Linked DNA regions of Rattus norvegicus: region 1 is linked to region 2. The links are chromatin contacts, called in public Hi-C maps. All regions are on one chromosome and are shown on one strand. The core of a region is the stretch at or near the end of the contact, and the rest is flanking DNA. Distances in the headings are between cores, read along the strand shown. Region 1 overlaps LOC120094704 (a long non-coding RNA gene). Region 2 holds the start of Igfbp5 (insulin-like growth factor binding protein 5).

Region 1 (7,253 bases), core at 989-3,488, 87 kb after region 2:
TGGATTCTCTCAGCCCCACCCTCCACACCCGTGCCTGCTTTCTTTCTCCAAGTCTTTACTAGGCTCTTAGGACAACACTGTCTGAAGGAACAGCTGAAGGTTCAGAGGGTGCATGGAAAGGCCAAAGGGTTTTTTTTTCATTTTCTTCTTTTCTTTTTTAAGACTTCCAGGAGTGTGCAGAGTGCTGGCTTGGCCTTTTAGCCACATGCCTTACCCCCGCTTGGAGCTCAGCGGTGTTTTTATGCCAAGGCCCATACACCTGGCTGTTCAAGCAGAAGGAAAAAAAAATCCATCATTCAGGGTTGTTTTAAAAATAGTGTAACTCTTTGATTAAATGGCCAAACAGCCCTGAGTCAAGGTTTCTTTGCTCTAGCCTGTGATTTGTTCAACTGACCTAATTTTAGTATAGGGCTCTAAATCTAAGAGGAATGCAATGAGGGTAACGATTCCTTAAATTGGTCATGAAGTGTTGTCATTCAACATGCATCGATTAAGCCTGTGTGTGTGTGTTTGCATACATGTGTTTCCTTATATGTGTATCCTCAAAAGCCTTCAGCTGCAATAACACTTTATGATGCTGTCACCTAAATTCTGGGTACATGTTGTCCTATGCTGACACTAATAAACAATCCTACACACACAGACATACATATAAACATAACACACACACACACACACACACACACACACACACACACACACACACACACTTCCTTGTACTCCAAACCCATAGGGACCAACTTTATAAAGGACAGAGAACAGAATGTCTTAGTCACTCTCTACCTCAAGTCATGGCCTCTCTGCCTGCCGTGGCCTGGCTTTGGTGGATTCTGAGAACTTCCTCTATACACTCACCCAGGCTTGGGAAGTTTCTAGTTCTCTGCTGCTTCTTTCTGATCTTTATAGTCCCAGAAGACTGAGGTATCTTTCATATCATGTTCTGAAACACTCTTTTTTTTTTTTTTTTTTTTTTTAGTTTTTTCCGGAGCTGGGGATCGAACCCAGGGCCTTGCGCGTTCTGAAACACTCTTAACCAACCACATCCTTTTTGAGTGCTCAAAATAAGGCAGACTGTACTCTCTTCATAGGTGTGGATCTGTGGCATCTGTAGGACAGATGCCGAGACCCCTGCATGGTTTGGGAGGAAACTGACCAGTAGACGTGAAAAGATTTGCAAGTTTGCAGAGGTATGAAGTAGCCATGTGGCCATTTCTTATCCATAGCTGATATAATGGTTACATAAAAGGTGCAGACAAAACCCACAAGGCTGTCAGTCAGGACCAGAGCCCTGGGGTGGTGCTAAGGCTGGGGACAAGCTGATCTTTTTGTGTATCTGTTGCTGACTGCTACACTTAGGGCAGCATTATTTGGCTCAGTTTCCAGCAGCTTCTTCTTTTTTGAAACCTACACACTGCTTTGGAATTCATAGACCTAGCTGGCTTGCCTTAATGTCACTTGCTCTCGAAGTTTGCAGCTACCAGGCAGGAGAATCCCAGATCCACCAGTCCTTCCCTGCTTCCAAAGATGCAGGAAGTTTGTTTGGTAGAAGTCCAGTCTTGAGGGTCTGTTTTCCCTTCCTGATTGAGAGAGGTCCCTTTTGATGGGCTGCAAAGTTAACCTTGGGCACCCCACACTGTACTCGCTTATCCCATCACACACACACAACACACACACACACACACACACACACACACACACACACACACACACACACACACACCCCTTGTCATTTGACAGGGTCTCCCACAGCCCCGAGGACACAAAGCTTCCATGCCGCTGGTTAGAGCTGGAAGGAAGACAAGTATACACGAGTATTCTATTGCTCAAACAAAAAGGACTGTGTGCATGCACATGGAAGACCGATGGCCTCTGGCCAACGAGACATAATTGTGACCTGACAGACTTGTAAGATGGCCTGCTCACGTGTATCCCAGCCTAGGCCGAGGTCACGGTGCACATGACAAGCCTGGGAAAGGGAAGTCTGGCATAAAGAAAATTTAAATTAGCAGGGAACAGGAGAGAGAGACAGAGAGAGAGAGAGAGAGAGAGAGAGAGAGAGAGAGAGAGAGAGAGAGAGAGAGAGAGAGAGGCAGGCAGAGACAGAAAGACACAGAGACACAGAGACACGGAGAAAATTTCCATCTTTCCAACCAACCCCCAACTTCCCTGAGTCAGAAGAGCCCACAGCATGGGACAGCCCTGGACAGCTGCCCCTGCACTGCCCATGCCCTGTAACTAGAGCTGGTACTTGCAGAAGCTTCCTGACAGCTGTGGAGATAAGGGGGCAGGGCCTCTAAAGATTGGATAACCTATGTTGGCGCCCATCTGGGGTGGGGGTGGGGCAACTGAGCCCATACATTTCTTAAGCCAGTGGATGGGAGTGGGAAAAGATGGGGCCAGGTGCCAGCCACTGCTCATGGCGGTCGATTTGGGGAGCTCTCCGTTAAACCTGCATGTGTCCCCACCGACCTTCCATTGTGAGTGGGATCCTTTACAAAGGTAAGGGAGGCTCAGTGTGTTCCCTTAGACTATTTCTCCTCACCATTTACCTCTGTCATCACAGAAACCAGAAAAACAAAACAAAACAACAGCAAAACATATGTTGGGGCTCTGGGTCAGGCAGGGGTCTAGATCCTGTGGTCAACCGACCTTTCCACTCCCAGGACATTGGCCCTTACTCCTGCCCCAGGCCTTCCCTCCAAGGGTAGCCTTGCCTTTCTTCCTACCTGAGTTTCTTCAACCCTAGGAAACAGTGCCGGGATTTTATTTCTTTCTTCATCACCTCCTGTACATCCCAAGAGGCCAGGACACAACCCTCACTGCCTGACTGATATGGTCCTTCCAGACAGGCTCAACCCTCAGGTTCTCCCACAGGCTAAAACACAGTGTGGAGTCCCTACTCTGAATCTCATATTCTGGTCTTTCTTTCAAGTCCCTCTCTCCTTCTCTTCCTCCTCCTCCTTTTCTCTCTCCCTCCCTCTTTCCCTCCCTCCCTTCCTTCCTTCTAGTACTGGGGAGTGAACTTGGGGCTCCAAAGATGTTAAGCAAGCACTTAACTGAGTACCACTGAGCTAAATTTTCAGCCATCTTTTTTCTTTAGAACAGAGTACATTGAGATAAGATATCTTTACAATCTTGCCAAGCCACCCATGGAAGAGGGAAGTTCCAGGGCTGACTTCCAACTCCCTCTATTGTCCAGGTGGCCTTGAACTTGCTATCCCCCTGCCTCGGCCGTCGAGTGCAGAACAGGTTTGCACCGCCAGGGTAGACTACTCTGTTTCTTCTCTCCTATTAATTTGTATCTGGTGGCTGCCTCTGTCTGTGCCCTGGCCCTTGGTCTTGGGTGTATAGATACATCGTGTCCTGGTTTGCAGTGTTCACACCTCGAATAAGATTTGCACAAGGTTAGACGATTCCTTCTCGGTCTCCTATTCCCCGCCTCCTTGGCAAAGAGGATGGGGAGACTTAGCCCATGCTGGTGCCCATCCTTGTATACTTAGGCTTTATGCCAAACAACTAAGACAGTCTCTGCCCGTCCCCTTTCTAATAGCATGGCAGCCTTGACAGGAATGGAGACAGATCATGGAACTTGGCAGAGTTTGCTCAGCAGCTGCCCCAGACAGACCACAGAGCAAGGGAACAACAAAATAGGAGGCATTGACAGCTTGTGATCTGAGTGAGGTCAAGGCCATGCATGGATACTGAGTGGACATGAGACCCCAGGCAGCCTCCTCATCACTTAAAATAGGAATGAAGAAAGAGTCGTGCATGTAGATATTAGCGTAGATATCATTAAAGTCTTGAGGTGGATATTAGCATCATGACAAGGAGGAAGATGCGTGGCAAATGTCTTATAGATAGTTCATGGTGGCTGTTACTAAAGAGAGGAAAGGAGAAAGGGGGACCTCAAAGAAAGAACTTCCTGGACCTCCACTTTTGCCAGCTCTGAAAAAGAAAGTTAATGAGACAGACGGCTGTGGAGTATGGGTTCTGGTTCCACATCTGTATCTCCATTTTACCGGTTCCATGATGATGAGGATTCGCTTTCTTTTTCTCCTCCTTGATCAGAGACTCGGAGTGCCCAACACAGATCCATTTTCAAAGAGATGTTGGCTTGTGCTCCACATGAGTCCTCCAGCGTCTTCTCCTGTTGTGCTCTAGTCTCAGCTGACGTCCTACCCCAGGCCCAGTTTTCCAATCTTTGTCAGTATCTGTCACATGGAGGCCTATGTCAGCTTTCCACTGTACTATTAACACTGTGCATTAAAAGTCACTTTCAGGATCGTCACTCTCCCAGAGGGCCCTGAATAGGTCATTGAACCCTTCTGGGGTTCCACTCTCCTCTCTGTAAGGAATACCTGTGGCTTGTTGGAATGTGATAAGGGAAGTATTTATCCCTTACTGTATACAATGGCAGCAGCACTGTTGTTTTTATTCCTTACAATAGGTCCTTTCTCTTTGTTCTTGGGAGCAATCGCTTGTCACTCAATTTCTCAAGCCAAGTATGGCTTTAGGGAGAGCATCTCTATTCTTCCAAGTCCCCGTTTCCTCATTACCACCAAAGTCAAGCCTGCCACCCCCTGCCCTACCTGTTCAGATCTATGCTTTCTTAAATGTGGGAGAAGCTATAGAGATCTCTAGACTGCACACAGTCCTGCTAGCACGTACCAGATGGGTAACTTTCCTGGTGGGGCCACACTAGGAGCTCTGTTGGGCATTTACCTTCCATTTGACTTTTGGGTGTGTTTATGTATGTGTGCATGCATTTGTGTACGTGTGTGTGTGTGTGTGTGTGTGTGTGTGTGTGTGTGTATAAGGTCAGAGGACAGCCTTAGGTATCCTTTCTTAGCCACTGTCTACATTAAAAAATGGTTTTGAGGAAGGATTTCTCATTAGTCTTGAGCTTACTAAGTAGGGTAGCGGAGACACCAGCAAGTCTGTGGCCCCAGGGCTTCCTTTTGGAAACAGCCAGGAGAACTGCTGGGAAAGGAGGAGTGAGCGACTCCAGCCATGGAGGATTGTAGCATGGGTTCCATAATCCCAGGCCAGCCATAACAACTGCTGACCCAACAACTTCAACCAGCTTGGTTTCAACCAGGAACAAACTGCTATTGCATATGGTCCAGCTGCCATGATCCTGGTATTGGGCTGACCCTCCAGGCCAGGTAAGTTACACCAGGCTACAGTCCCAGTGGGGTACCATTGAGACCACATGCTGAGTGAGGAGTTGAGACTCACAAGGTTACTCATGGACTCTGTTCTTCTTAATGGACCCTACTCAAATGGTTGCTTTTCCTTTTGTTATTTCTACCTCTGCCTACACTGCCTCCTACATGCTCCTCTCAAACTCAGATCCTAGACCCAGGGGGTTGGACAGGACCCTGAAACAACCATTTCTGACAATATATCTAGTCTATGTATATGACATACATGTTCTTACACTGGGATGAACCTAGAACCCATTATTAACCAGCTATGAAGCTTTGGAAAAGCTATTCTTACTGTTCCTAAGGAGCATGCCTTGCACTTAGAGGGCTCAGAAAACACTATCTAATACTAGTGTATAGGGAAAATACCACCTCCCAGCACAGCTGACAAATGGCTTAGAGATGAATGAATGCTACTTGTGCTTCCCTACAAGACAGGGGCCCATCACTCATGGGTCCTTGTGATCTTGCTCGAGTTCTCATTTTCTTTGTGTGCCCTTTGCAAGCAGCAATAAGGAGAGGGGAGTAGAAGTAAGCTGAACAAATGTCTTGCAGTCCTACATGATTGTGTTTGGAACACACACACACACACACACACACACACACACACACACACACACACACACCTTTGATTCAAGTGGAGCCAACTGACTCTCACAGGTTTTTCCAGACAAGCTCCTCACCTGTCCACAGCATCTCTGCTCGGGTCTCTCTCCACCATATCAGCTGCTTTCACACACACACACACACACACACACACACACACACACACACACACACACACACACACACACACACCAGCTGCTTTCACAAACACACACACACACCAGCTGCTTTCACAAACACACACACACACACACCAGCTGCTTTCACAAACACACACACACACCAGCTGCTTTCACAAACACACACACACACACACACACACACACACACACACACCATTTTCTCAGAGACCCATTCCTGAAGATCTTCTGTCCACACATGCACAATCTCTCACACACTGGTGCTCAGGGAAACACATACAATCACATGCTGCTGTTCACTCTCAGAGAGACACTTGGGCCTCACCCACACTCTCTTACTCACGCCTACACCACAGTCAAAGGAAAGAGGGCTTTGTTGGGGGTAGCAGAGGGTGGCAGGGACTGAGGAGAAATGGGTAGGAAGACTTCAGTGATCATCCATGCTTGTTCACTCTGTGTGTCTCTTAAGGAAGTGCCAGGCAAAATCAGACTTGATATGGTGTCCTTTGACTGAGAGTCCATGAATGAAACCAAGCTTGTTCCAAAGTTGAAGACCTCAAAGGCTGGGTGTGGTTGAAGGGAGGAGGCAAGTTTGGTGAATCCTTGGAACATGGCAAGAACGATGCCACAAGAGTGTGCCTGATGCCCTGGAACTAGAGTTATAAGTAGCTGTGAGCTACCATGTGTGTTCTGGGAATAGAACCCAGGTCCATTGCAAGACAGAAAGCACCGTTACCTGCTAAACCATCTCTCCTTTACTTCTCTTTAGATTCATTTAGTGGAAGTTGCTTTTTTTTTTGTAAGTTTTCTTTGGCAGAGGAAGAACAGAGTTGTACCCTGTGGTAATTGTTAAAGAATAGAATCTTTTATCCCACACTAATGCCAGTACCGTATGGCCATGTGGCTTCTATGGGGTGTCTTCATCTCAGTCAGCAAAGCACCTTACCCGCTAAGCTCCCTCCCATCTCATGCTGCTGATGGCTACTCTCTGAGCCCACAGCAACCTGTCCACCCATCTCGTTCCCAAGGCGGGTCGCTGCCACGCCGGTTTCATATAGAGACCACCTATCTTGCAGCTCTTACTGTGGACTCTGCCCACACTCCCAGCAACTGCCTCCTGGTCCCAGCAGTGGCTACCCCTCGTAGTTCTGTCACTGCTCTGTTTATATTCCCAGCGTCTGCCCCTAATAGTTATATTATAAACTCCCAGCAACCTGTTAAAATCAAGACTCAATAACTTATAGCAATCAGATTTATATGTTAAATTCTCAATCCATAATACATCCACACAATAAATTCA
Region 2 (6,650 bases), core at 1,943-4,442:
AGGAGACCACCTCCTCTCTTCGTTATCCATTTTCCTTTCCGTAAGAATGACGTCACCGTTAGCTTTTTTTGGGGGCGGGGGATTTAACTAATGGCTCTCGGGTTGAAGGATCTTCTCCGAGAGCCGGCTCCCATTCGGGAGGAAGGTATTAACCTTTGCCACTGTGGACAGCAGCCAGGGCGCAATTGCAAGCCACTGGGCACCTGCCTGAGGCGGGCTGGGGTGGGACTGAGGGCAAGGAGAGGGGGTTGCTTCGGGTTGAAGAGGCTGCAGAGAATTCTAAAGCAATCTGGAGAGGGACAAAAAATCGTGCGTACGTGTGTGCATGTATGTGCACGCGCGTGTGTGCACTGGGTCCGCTTGGGAAGTTGGATGCTGCCTCTTTGCTGGCCCAGCATTTGCGCGCGCGCGCGCGCGTGCGTGCGTGTGCATTAAGCGCACACCTTCTATCCCAGATACTCCCTATCTATCGCTTGGCTGGGCAAATAAAAGTGGGCCGGGATACTGAGGAGTCATAACTTGCATAATTCGGCTGTGATTAGATTGCTAGCCACCCCTTTTGTCTCCAAGCCATGTAGCTATATAATGGATTCCTACGGTTTCGGTAGGCAGAAATGTAATAGAAATAAGCGCGAAAATTGATCTTTAGGGGCTTCCGCAGTTTGTACTCCTCCATCCCCCTCATGGGTGACAGCTCAAATCTACAGTTTCCGAGGAGAGAGGCTGAGCTCACGCAAGCTCTGCTGCCTACTAATGGGCACTCACGCACCCTCCCACGAGGTGAAATCCATAGGTCTTTAGTTTGCGTTCAAAAAAAATTACAACCCTACCTCACGTTGGAGTAATGGAGGACGACAGGTGGTGAGAAGGGCTTTATCTTTGTAAGGAACCAAATAAAACATGTAGCCAAGTCTAAAGACCTCTAGGAGAGAGTCAATAGCTTTTAATCTCTCCTAGCCCAGATTTTGTGCATTGTTGGTTAAGCTTAAATAAATATATAATATATAATATAATAAAAATATGTAATAAGGTAACTCCCCAAAGAACCCTAGCTCGAGGCAAAACTGTTCTGATTGAACAAGAAGCTCTGTCAATCATTTAAACCACACTCCAGGCACAGAGAATTTGGAGGCGGGGCAAGAGGGGGCAGGGCAAGCGGAGGGGTGGTTCCCAGAGCGTAGTCTTCTTGTCTCCACCCCTTGAATTTTGCATTCTGTGTTTCCAGGGCCTCTTACGCACTTAGCCACACTCACTTTTAGTCTGGTTTAAGTGATTGGTGGAGGGTGAGGGTGCTAGGGTGGGGTGGAGTGGGGAAAAAGGGAGGAGAGATGGAGAGGGCCAGCATCCAGTGGGAACTTGAGGCTGTCTTCATCCCACATCCCTCTTCACCTCTCAAACCTATGTCCATCTTTTATCCTAAGTAAAATCTGAATTCAGGAGGGGAAAAAAAGCATTAAATTCAGGGACGAATATTCGGCACAGAACACCAAACTCTTTCAGCCCATACCCCACGCGCTACCCCAGCACTCCTGAAGTATTCTTTCTCTTCCTGGGAGGAAAAAAAAGAGACATTTTACAGTCTAACGTGTTTTATCATCGATCATAGTCAATCATATTAATTCAAAAGCAGCAAGTGTACATGGGGGTGAGCTCTCAATACCGTCACCCAAAAGACATTAGTTGTCAAAGATGTGGGGTGTGTGTGTGAGTGTACGCGCGCGCGCGCGCGCGCGCGCGCGCCCCTGAGCAAGTAGGAATGGAGGGAGAGGTAAATCTGGAGGCACTGAGATGGGGGTTGGGGTGAGGCTTGGAGGGAATCAAGGTAGAATTAGCTCTGAAGATGGATAACGCATCTCTAGATTCCAATTAGAATGACCTTTAACACAAAAGAATCTTTAAAGTTTAGGGAGAAAAGTATGGGGGCGGGGTGGAGAAGGGAGTTGATAATTTAACCTGTTCTTTTTCAGAGTGGATTCTAGGGATTTGGACTTTGAGACTCAGAAGGAGCTCGGAGTCAGGATTGCCACGAGTTAGGAGTGGGGGAGGGTCAGGCTGGGGTGGAGATTGAAAGGAGATGGAGTGTAAACTGGTACAGGCCGAGTTAGGCAGCAGCTTAGGATAGCAGGCTCTGCCAGGGATTCAAGTCTGAGGTGCAAGGACCCACCCCATCTACTCCCAGGAGCTACCAGGGTCTAAGCCACTGGCGTGCGCAAAGCGCTCGAGTTCCCAATCTATCCCGGGTCCCCACCCATCCAAGGTGCCTCCCTCCCCAGCTCGCGTGTGGTGCAACTGGAATCCCGGTAGCGCTCACCTATCTTGGTTTGCTCGCCGTAGCTCTTTTCGTTGAGGCAAACCCCGCGGCCGTGCAGCAGGGCGTGCAGCGGCTTCTCCTCATCCTGCCGGGGGAGACAGCGCAAACCCTGGGCGCAGCGCTCAGTGTAGACGCCACACGACTGTCCCTCCGCCAGGGCGCAAGTCATGCAGCAGCCACAGCCGGGCTCTTTGACCAGCTCACAGCCCAGAGGGCTGGGGGGACACATGGACAGAGCTTTCTCGTCGCAGGGTTCACAATGCACGAAAGAGCCCAGGCCTTGAGCCGGCACGGCACAGGCGGCCAGCAGCAGGAGGACCACGCTGATCACCATTTTTTCCGAGTCTGGCTTTACCTCGGGGCGGGGCAGGAGAGCGAGAGTGTGTGGAGAAAGGGGCCAAGAGGGAGCCTGGAGATTTTTTTTTTTTAAAAAATATCTCTTGCAGGTAAAGCAGGTGCTGTCCTCCAAACACTTGCAAAATATGAGGCAAGGAGGATTCAGGTGCCTGCACGCAAGTCCCAATTGCAAGGATTAAAGACTTGCAACAGGTTGGGGGTGAAAAAAAAAGAGGCGCGCCAGGTGCACGCAGTGAGTGGAGACCCAGGCGGGATCGGGGCAGAATTGGAGGGGTGATGAAGAGAAACACAGAATCGCTCACCCCAAAGCTACAGAAATAATGATCTTGGAGGCCTTGAAACGGGGAGAGGTGAAGGAAAAAAAATGGATTTGGCTTAATTTTTTTTTTTTTTGCCTTTGCTTAAAACCTAAAACGCACCCCCACTTCTCTCAGCTGCCAGCTGCGCCGCTGCGCAGAACAGGTAAGAGGCGTCGGCGGCGCCAAGAAGATCGGGAAAATGTTGAAATCAAGGGAGAGGAAAAAAGAAAAAGGCAAAAACTCAGACCTCACCAAACCTGGACCCCAACACCTCTTTTCTCCTGCTCTGCCACCACCTCTTCGAAACCCGCAGGAAGTCCGGAGAAGGGTGCAGACCGAGGAGGGGGATAACAAAAAGGAACAAAAAAGGGGGGAAAAAAAGCCCAAACAGCTTTGCAGCTCTTTCCTAGCTCTTTTAAAACCCCCGGCAGAAGTTTCCAAAGAGACTGCGGGCTCTGGTCGAGCAGGCGCTTTTAAATAGACGGCCCCTGGCTGCCAGCCAGTTGTAGCTGCAATTTGAGCTCCCCAACACCCAACCCATGCAAGGATGCCAGGGAGCTTTGCAGCGCAAACTCACACGGGGTGGGGGTGGGGAGAGGCCTTCTAGACACGGGGGCTCCCCTTCGCTCCCTGCACAGCGCCCTCCTCCCCACGGAATGTACGGAAAGGGCTTGGGGGTACGGGGCGAGCTACAGAGGAGAAGAGGGAGAAAGTAGAGGGAGGGGTGGATGGCTGTAATCGTCAGGAGCTGGGTGAACACAATGGGGCGAGTGGGTTTTCTGGACAACTAGCCCGGACACTGGCTGTTAGGAGTCACATTTTCTTATTAGCCGTGTATACCCTACCCAAGAAGTCATTTCCAACTTAAGAAAAAAAAGTGTCTAAATGACTATTGAAGGTTTGCCTGTCTGTGTGTTTGTGTTTGGGGGACAAGTAGTGTACAGTAGCTGGTGAGGGGCGTTGAGATGAATTTAAAGGAGAAAAGGAGGGTGTGTGTGCACACACACCCCTCCCCCCATCAGAAGTCCGGACAGAGGGATTATGGCACGGGCTTGTCGTTGTTGTTCTGGTGGGATACTGATTTTGGTTATACTCAATGGTCATTTTCTTTCACCTACATAGATGACTAGGGAAGCTCGTGTGTGTGTGTGTGTGTGTGTGTGTGTGTGTGTGTGTGTGTGTGTGCACTGTGTACTTTCAAGAAAGGATAACCCCCCCCTTCTGCCCCAGCTTTGTTGGGAGCAGTGACTGAGTCCCTGGAGAAAATGCTGTGGGTGGTCAATTTTATCTGGTGACATAGACACCTTCAATGTCCTTTTAAATGGAAGGAAGGTAGACTAAAGTGATAACCTTCTTGGGGTTGACAACAGGGCAGGCAGATCCTGGAGCGAACAGGTACCTGACTGCAGGAGACCTTGTTTTAAGATTAATGTGTGCAGAGGTATTTGAGACGGCAGGACCCTGGGGCCTCCACATGAGAAGTCCTCACCCAGGACTTCATGCCTCACAAATCCCCAGACCGCTGGTCAGCACTTGGGACCATTCTCCCCGTAGGAAAATGAAAGAAAACTTAATTTTTGAAAGAAGGAATATGATGGCTTTAGCTCTTTTTGTTTGTTTTGAAAATTAAGTTGACCTGATAGGTGGTCTGTAGACTGCCCACCCATGTAAAAAAGACATGACCAAGAGCATGATGGTGTCTGGGGAGTTCTTGCCCTTCTTGGAGTCTCTTCTGCCCTTGCTAAGTGCTCTGTTCTTTTAGGAAAAGGGGCTGCATTTCATGACTTTTGCCACTAGACTGCACCCTTATCTATGATAAGAATTCTTGCTGGAGGACTGCTTTTGAGAAACTATTTCCCTGGCTGGCTCCGTTGGGATCATCTCACCCGGTGGTGTTCTCATTCCCGATCCTGATCAGAGTGTCAGTTCTCTGTGTGCCAATAGGCACATTTTTTAAGCAAACCCAAAGTTTAAAGTTGTGCTTTTACACTCATTGCCAACGCAGTTTTATTGTGTTGGTGGCTAGGAGAGGGAGGAAGAGCAGTGTGCACCAATGTAACAAAAAGGCGGGCGGGGGCCGGGGGATGGTTGGCTCCCAGAACCTATCTCTACTGTCAGAAGGCCTGGGAAAGCAGGGAGCAAATGAATGTTAAAAAATAGGTTGCGGTATTTTAGAAGGAAAAGAGAGCAAGTGTTATTTTCTCATTTGAGTCAAGTTCAGGTGGGAAGTGGTAGAAAGAGGCGTGGCGTGGGGATGGGTTCAGCTCACCCTGGTGTAGCATTTGCAATGGGAAAACTAGGTCTTCTGTCCAGTTCCTCAAAAGTTGCTCAGTTCTCTCAAAATATGGCCTATAGTAGTCGATTTTTTTTTCTTTTGCTAGCTGACTTCTCATGGCTGGAGAGTACCCCGTGTGTAAGGACCAGTAAAAGAGGAGATGGTTTGTAGGGAAGAGAGGGGGGCAGAGAGAAGAAAAGTGAGAGAGGATGGGGAATTGGTCCTTGAAAGGTGATAGTGAGGTCATGGGGAGAGATCAGTGAAAGACTGTGTATGTTAAGCAACCATGTTGATCTCTACTTCCAAAAGGGCAGAAGGAACTCAGAGACAGGAACACAGGGTGAACACAAAAGAAAGTACAGGCTCCTCCAATCCTGGCATTGTCTGCAAGGATTTTTGTCCAAAGATCTGTGACTAGAGAGGTGAGTTTTATGGTGAACAATCTACATGTGACGTTTAGTGACAAGCATTCTGGGTGTTGGGGCATAAGGGCTTCCCATGATTCCATTCTTTCCATTCTATTTGAAAAGCTCCGGGCTCTTTACGATAACCTTCAGAAGATGGGGGGTGGGGGACTTGATATCAACAGAGTTTCATTGAGATGGCTTTCTCTGGACACATTCAAACCTGGTCCCATGCCCAGACACCTCCTTTCCCACTGGCTTAGCTTTGCTGCCATGAGTGTATTGTGTGTGTGACAAGCCTTTGGACACAATGGTCTTAGTGATGCTTGAAATTAAGTATCATCTACCATGTTCCACCTCCCGGGAGATCACTCTTTCCTTTGACAAAAAGGACCTGCAGCTTCAAGAACTGCAAACGAATGAAAGATTTGTGCTGTTTATCTGGACAGTGTTCAAAGGGCACAGGGCACGTTCTAGTTCAGGAAGCTTACCAGACCTCCATAAGCTGGCTGCTTCTCGAAGGTTTTGGAATGATTTCCAGGGCAAGGGTCGGGAGAAGCAAGTCTAACTACTGTCTAAGAGAGGCTTCTTTATGGCGTTGGCTCCAGTCTCAAGATCTGGTCATTGGCTTTTTGCCCCCTAGATACATGCATACAGAGAGACCAGGACATGTCAGGCAGACTAACGCCACTGTCTCATCTGAATCCTACACTCCGATACTCAAAAAAAACAGGCACCTACTCTTCACATCCTTCCACAGTAACAGGACAGAGTCAGGGCGGAGAGCAGCTCAAGGCTGCCTCGGTGCAGTGTCATCACTGAAGGCTAGGTGGCAGAACAGATACATCACTGAAATTACGCCTCCGCCTCCTTTCACGCAGGGGAAGAAGAAGCAGAGGAGTTTTAACAATGGGATTAGGTGCATGGGAGAGGCATAGGCTTGACAGAGGGGCACACTTGTGACCCCACACCCTGTGAGTTCACTTTTATGCTGTCCAGCCTGC

What was found. A called contact is a pair of places that touch in the nucleus more often than the background predicts.
Region 1: a contact with region 2 is called in a Hi-C map of Schwann cells, with 2.7 times the contacts expected there. The contact joins the enhancer-like site here to the promoter of Igfbp5 in region 2. A contact is called at or near these places in 2 of 12 Hi-C or Micro-C datasets (Schwann cells and mammary epithelial cells).

Annotation. Positions count from the first base shown.
Region 1 is chr9:81,998,528-82,005,780 of GRCr8, forward strand. LOC120094704 (a long non-coding RNA gene) reads left to right here. Exons shown (of 3, transcript XR_005489198.2): 3 at 1-890. LOC134480592 (a long non-coding RNA gene) reads right to left here. Exons shown (of 2, transcript XR_010055028.1): 2 at 3,772-4,211. Among named protein-coding and RNA genes, the nearest start is that of Tnp1, 42 kb to the right of the region's middle. Within about 2 kb of position 2,239, at least 2 of the 93 cell types and tissues checked have an H3K27ac peak or open chromatin away from gene starts, as enhancers often do. A contact at or near this core is called in Schwann cells, where this site is marked.
Region 2 is chr9:81,910,995-81,917,644 of GRCr8, forward strand. It overlaps Igfbp5 (insulin-like growth factor binding protein 5), which reads right to left and starts at 3,193. Exons shown (of 4, transcript NM_012817.2): 1 at 2,312-3,193. The coding sequence starts at 2,645.